Linked DNA regions of Macaca mulatta: region 2 is linked to region 1. A link is a contact called in public Hi-C data. All regions are on one chromosome and are shown on one strand. The core of a region is the stretch at or near the end of the contact, and the rest is flanking DNA. Distances in the headings are between cores, read along the strand shown. Region 1 holds the start of EIF2A (eukaryotic translation initiation factor 2A). Region 2 holds the start of SELENOT (selenoprotein T).

What was found. A called contact is a pair of places that touch in the nucleus more often than the background predicts.
Region 2: a Hi-C map of liver shows a contact between it and region 1, with 1.9 times the contacts expected there. The contact joins the promoter of SELENOT here to the promoter of EIF2A in region 1. A contact is called at or near these places in 4 of 14 Hi-C or Micro-C datasets (CD4 T cells, blood, fetal cortex germinal zone and 1 more).

The regions. Positions count from the first base shown.
Region 1 is chr2:53,572,480-53,575,755 of T2T-MMU8v2.0, reverse strand. EIF2A (eukaryotic translation initiation factor 2A) reads right to left here and starts at 1,549. Exons shown (of 14, transcript XM_015131799.3): 1 at 1,506-1,549. The coding sequence starts at 1,533. SERP1 (stress associated endoplasmic reticulum protein 1) reads left to right here and starts at 1,825. Exons shown (of 3, transcript XM_015131801.3): 1 at 1,825-2,299; 2 at 2,566-2,641. The coding sequence starts at 2,216.
Region 2 is chr2:53,625,478-53,628,753 of T2T-MMU8v2.0, reverse strand. It overlaps SELENOT (selenoprotein T), which reads right to left and starts at 1,503. Exons shown (of 6, transcript NM_001159414.2): 1 at 1,281-1,503. The coding sequence starts at 1,417.

The sequences.
Region 1 (3,276 bases), core at 300-2,799:
TTTTTAAAGGAGAGGTTATTTATCAGATTTTTAAATGTCGTATTGTTTTCATTAGAGTTCAAATAAGAATTTAGTATTAAAAATTGTGAATAACAAGCTACCTTTACGAACCTAAAAAAAATTTATTATGTAACTTTGCCCAACAGTCTCTGCCTAGCATATTACCTAGCACATTATAGCCAGCGTTTGATAAATGATGACTAAACTGTAGAAGACAGACTATCAGTGGGCATGGTGCTTAATAATAAAGATTTTAAAATGTAGAAATAGAAACGTAGACTGGCAAAAAGTGCAAAAATGTTTTAAGGTTTCTTTCTTTCTTTCTTTTTATGAGACAGTCTCGCTCTGTCGCCCAGGCTGGAATGCAGTGGCGCGATCTTGGCTCATTGCAACCTCCGCCTCCCGGGTTCAAGCAATTCTCCTGCCTCAGCCTCCCAAGTAGCTGGGATTACAAGCGCCCGCCACCACGTCCGGCTAAATTTTTTTGTATTTTTAGTAGAGACGGAGTTTCACCATGTTAGCGAGGGTGGTCTCGATCTCCTGACCTCGTGATCTGCCCACCTCCGCCTCCCAAAGTGCTGGGATTACAGGCGTGAGCCACTGCGCCCGGCCCTTAAGGTTCCTTTCAGGGGATGGGGGAAAAGGGAGGAAATGGCCTTCCTCCTCAAATGCAGACGTTTCTCTTAATGACTTTTTTGCTTCTGTATAGTTACCAGAACTTAACCAAAGCCTTCTTTTCCTTCCCAATTCTTTCCCTTACATAATACTCACATGCAAATACTCCTAGCCACAACCTAGTAAAGCAACTTCCCCAGCATTGTCCAATCTAAGTTTATTATCTTCTTCAACACTACACACTCTGTCTTCAGCTTCAAAATTTCAAAAGTCCTCTAATGTTCTACTTTTAATATGCTCATAACCATTTCAAAATAAAATGTTGCTAGAATATCTCTATCATGCTCACTGCTATATCCTCTTCCAACCCCACCTTCATCATTTGAAATCTGCATTACAGCTCCACTCTCCCTATTCAGTACTACAAACCCCATTAAGGAAGGCAGGCCAGAATTTGGAATTACTTAAGTCCAGGTGTATTTAATGTGCGTGGTCATTCTAGTGGACTAACTCTGTTTGTCTTTGTCCTTACTGTAGAGCTAAATGACTTCACAAGGGCCCGTGTAACACCAGTATTGCAGACCCAAGTGTCACAAATTCAACTAGCACATTCTGTTTTTCTCCCCCTTCTTCTATCCTGTAGAAGATGAATCCGCAGGCAAGAATGATGGATCAGTGAAAGGGAGGGGGAATACGAAAGCCCAGAGGCGGAGACTTCACTTCCGACTGCCACGCTATATCAAGAAAGCCAAGAGATAGTCTGGCCTTTCCGCAAGCCACAGGAAAAGGCAGATCAGACTTTTCGGGCTCCTCGGGTAGTTCTCAAAGACAAAGACAAAAATAAGAAACTAGTCTGAAGAAAGAGAGTCCCTTGCTTCTTCAGAACTCACCTGTCAAGAGCGGCGTGGACGGCGCCATGTTGTCCCGGAAAAAGAAACCGCTCGGGTGAGAGTTCACGAGGGCCGAACCCGGCCCCTACACGTCTCCTCCTGCGTGGAAACAGCGAGCTGGTGTTTCCGGAGCCATCAGCCTCGGGGCCAATTCACTTCCGGTTGCGGAGTGACGCGGAAGAGGCGCCCGAACGCGCAAGCACAGATCTGGGGCGACGCTTGACCGAGCTTGGGAGGGCTGGACTGGGGCGGGTGCGTCTGCTTTCGCCCTCCTTCTCTAGCAGGAGGGGCGCGCACTTCCGCGGGGCGGAGCCCACCTAGTGCTGACGTTGGCAGCCGAACCCAAAGTAGATCGAGGCGGCGGGCTGCACATTCCCGTTGTTGCGTTGCGTTTCCTTCCTCTTTCACTCCGCGCTCCCGGCGGCGGCCAAAGCGGCGGCGACTGCGGTGCGAGAACGACCCGGCGGCCAGTTATCTTCCTCCCGTGCACCCGCCAGGCTTGGCCAGTCAGTCGGCGACCGGCGCCCGGCTTGTGCTCAGTCCCCGCGCTTGCCGCGCCCAGGCCCAGCGGCCGTAGCCAGCGCCTGGCCTGAGAACCTCGGCGCTCCGGCGGCGCGGGCACCACGAGCCGAGCCTCGCAGCGGCTCGAGAGGAGGCAGGCGAGCGAGCGAGTCCGAGGGGTGGCCGGGGCAGGTGGTGGCGCCGCGAAGATGGTCGCCAAGCAGAGGATCCGTATGGCCAACGAGAAGCACAGCAAGAACATCACCCAGCGCGGCAACGTCGCCAAGACCTCGGTAAGGAAAGAGCGGTCGCCCCTCTGCGTTCCGCAGCCGGGGCACAGTCGGGGTCCCTGGGGCCGCGTCGCGTTTTCTCCCGGATCCGGTCGACTGTGGGCTGTGCTGTGGAGGGGTAGGGGCCCGAGTCTGCGAGCCGCCAGACTGTAGGGGCTCGGGAACCGAAGGGGAGACCTGTGGGTGAGGGGACCGGCCACCGGGGCTGTGGGAGCCTGGGGTCCGAGTGGTTTGTCTGCATCTGAAATGGTGGATTTTCGCTTTTGCAGAGAAATGCCCCCGAAGAGAAGGCGTCTGTAGGACCCTGGTTATTGGCTCTCTTCATTTTTGTTGTCTGTGGCTCTGGTAAGTGTCTTGCGGGCTCCCATCAGGTAGAGTCTTGGGTTGAAAGGGTTTGGGATGACGTGGTGACCGGTCAGTAGTGAGTCCTACCTGCGTAGTTCTCAACCCACCTGCAGAGGACTCCACATAATTCTGTTTCATCTGAACCAAATTACTTGTTCCACATATGCACAGAGGGTAGTGCTCCAGAAACTTCTCCTAGCTTAATTTGTACTCACAGGAGATCAGAAAGGAGGTCAAGTCTTGGTAATGATCGAGTTGGAATAAATGTACGACCGGACAAAACCTAACGGAATGATAATTTAGAATGTTTTTTAGCTTCATTATCAGCCTTTGCAAAGGAACTTATAAATATGTACATACAGATGTTAGCACTTGATTTAACATATACCAGAATTTAATATCTTAATGTCAAAATTGAGTATATTTTATGAAGTAAAGCTTGTGCAAAGAATTGATTCACTGTAGAGGAAATGTACCTGATTGGCATTTTAATGTGAGTCAAATGTTTTTAGGTTAATAAAAGAAACGTTTGACATATGGTTTAAAAAAAATTGTCAGGGCAGCCTGCTGTCAGAGTAACAGACACTTGCCTTTGCAAATAGATTACAAAAAAAAGGTCTTTCTTCTCTTCGTTT
Region 2 (3,276 bases), core at 254-2,753, 53 kb before region 1:
GAGCCAGCGCGCCAGGCCTTGTTTGTTTTTACTCAGAAGAAATTGCAATGTTTTTAGTTTTTACTCCAAAAATAAAGTCTCACCATCTTATTTTCTAACTCAAACATCACCTTAAACTGATTTTTAAAAATTATTTTAAAGATTTGCTTGGTGTTCAGTGAGTAAGCAAAAAGCTAGTTGGAGAAGTAGAAAATCTAAACTTTAATATACTAATACATGAAGTTCTTAAAAGAAGGGTTTAAGTGAATGATGGCCAACACCAGCATTCCGATGTATCAGGACTCTGATGATTTACTAATCTGGCTATCCTGGGATGGTCAGTTTATCCTGAGAAAATGTCATCTTTGGGGGTTTAAGATTCTCATTTCTATAATTTTACAATTTTGGTGTTTTTTCCCCCAATCTTTGGAGCTTTTCAATCCCCACCCGCAACCTCCCTTACCGTATAAAAGGCATCATTGCCCTGTTCCTAACGATTAGGTTAAAAACAAAATAATTTAAAGAACACTGTCGAAAACTGCCGAGATCTTTTCTGTGAATACACAAGACAACTGAAAGGTAGAACGAGATGCCAGAGCAGGCAACTCCTGGGAGGCAGGTGAGGGGTGAATGCGAGCGAACTGTCAAAGTTTAGAAGAACAACGTGCTCCTTTTCTGACACTTTGGAAATGGCAAACAGAACCAGCATCCCCAGACCTCCCCTTCACGCCCTCCAGCTGTCAGACGCCCCATTCGCAAACTCAACAGTCCCCCCAGCAAGTCCTGGAGAAAAACGGCGTCTGTCACTCCCGGATCCTCTCCAACGACCCGAATTAACCTTCACCTAGCCAGGGAGCGAGGCCGCCCAACATAACCCCGGAAAAGAAGGCAGGAAAAGTGAACTGACAAATGCTTGGCGCTCCTCCGCTGACGCGGCGCCTACTCATCCCCATCTCCGCAGGCAGTCGGGGTGGCTATGGCGTGACGCCGCCGACAGGTCCTCCGTACTAACAGGTGTCCCCCCGTCTTCGCCTTTCAGCGTTTAACCTTCTCGCGCCCTCTTTCCCCACTCCCACTGTTCTAGGAGGCAAAAATCAAGTGAGCAGTTGTACCTGGAAAAGGAGGGCGGCCTGACCGCTCTAAAAGGGCCCGCGAGAAGGTTGTCTGTGGAAGGGCTCCCGCACCGTTCTGCGAGGCCAGCGAAGATGCAGCCAGCTAGGCCGCGAAGCCGGGGCCTCGCGTACCCAGCGGCGCCGAGCACAGGCGCGGCGGGGTGGCCGGGGCCCACTGCACATACTCACCAAATCTGGAACTTGAGCAGCGGCCCCGTGGCGTACTGCATCTTTAATCTCTTGCTGGGCACGCCGCCCAGATTGGCCGAGGCCTCGCTCCGGACCATCGCCGACGCCGCCACTAGGAGAAGCAGCAGAAGCCTCATCTTAATTGAGCCAGCCGCTTCGGCCGCCCTCAGACTAAGACTGCAGCCAGCCCAAAGCCCAGGCGCGAGCTGCTCCCCACTGCGCAGGCGCGATCAGCCAAGGTCGGGGGAGGGGAGCAGTAATGCGCCTGCGCGGCCCGGCGCCTGCGCGCACTACTGGAGTGAAGAGCCGACCTGTTTTACTGTCCTGACTCACCACCATCTTGGTAGTGTGCAAGACTCTGGGACGGCATAAGAAAGGAAGAGAGGGAGCAAAGGAGCTGGTGGGGTGTCACAGGGCCCATGTATGAGGCAGATTTGAGTTCTATATCCAGTTTTGCAATTTATCCATTTATCTGCCTGAGACACTTGGAAACACCTACTTGACAGCCCTGATTCAAGTGTTGGCGGATAGGAGGGAGGAGACTCCTGACCCTCAGAATGGTAATGCTGAAATTTTTGGGGTGCCCTGTTTATGGCCTTTTCTTTGATCTTACAATATTGCTTTCTCCTAAAAGAATATTAAACATAAGTTTTAAGAAACCTTTGAACAATTCCAAACGTATATTATACAAAAATAGAGTAACTACCTTAGCAAGCTTTAACAGTTACTAACATTTTGACGTTCTTGATTTGTCTATATCTCTAAACACTTCTTCCCTTCCTGGGCATATTTGGAAGCAAATCTCAGACGTCATATCATTTCATCTCTATATATTTAAACACGGTCTCACTGTCACCCAGGCTGAAGTGCAGTAGCATGATGATAGCTCACTGCAGCCTCACACCCCTGGGCTCAAGCAATCCTGCCTCAGCTTCCCAAGTGGTTAGGAACACAGGCACAGGCAACTATGCCTGGCTTACAATTATTTAAGCACATATCTCTAAAAAAGAACTATTGTTTGAAAAAAAAAATGACCACAGTATCATTATCTCACCTTTAAAAAATAGTAATTGCTTAGTATTAAATAGTGTTCAAATGTCTCAATAACTACTTATTTTCCTACTGTTCATTTGTTAAAATAAGAATCAAAATTAAATTTATACATTGTCATTGGTTGATGTGTCTTTTAGAACAAGTCAAAAACTTTTAAGACCAGGAACACACCAGTAATTGAACAATTTTGTTTATTATTAATTGCAGCAAGAGGGATGCTATGGTTTGAATATATCCCCCGAAAAGCATGTGTTGGAAATTTAATGCCCAATGTAACAGTGTTGGGAGATGGGGCCTATGGGAGGGGTCCACCCTCATGAATGGATTAATGCCAATTATGAAAGGACTTGAATGGATTAATGCCAATTATGAAAGGGCTTAAGGTTTCGATTTCTGTCTATTGCTCTTTCACTTTTGCACTCTCCTGCACATTTACCTTCCTCCATTGGACGACAGAACACAAAGTCCCCATAAGATGTGGAGCCCTTGATCTTGGAATTTTCAGCCTCTAGAACTGTAAGAAATAAATCTGTATCTTTATTAATTACCCAATCTCAGTTATTCTGTTATAGCAGCCCAGATGGACTAAGACAGGGGAACGCACACCACGGGAAACCATGAGAAGACTCAATAAGGAGGTGTTAGGATCTGAGGCTTGATTGGATGATTTGGAAAATGGAGCTGGGGTGCTGAGTGGTTCTTTTATCAGAGGTGTTCAATCCAGAGTGACTTCATCTTGAGTAGGGACTAAGTAAAATGAGGTGGATACCTGCTGGGCTGCATTCCCAGGAGGTTAGGCATTCTTACTCACAGGATGAGATAGGAGGTCAGCACAAGATTCAGGTCACAAAGACCCAGCTGATAAAACAAGATACAGTAAAGAAGCCAAAACCAAGATAGCGACAAAAGTGACCTCTGGTCGTCCTCACTGCTCATTCATTAT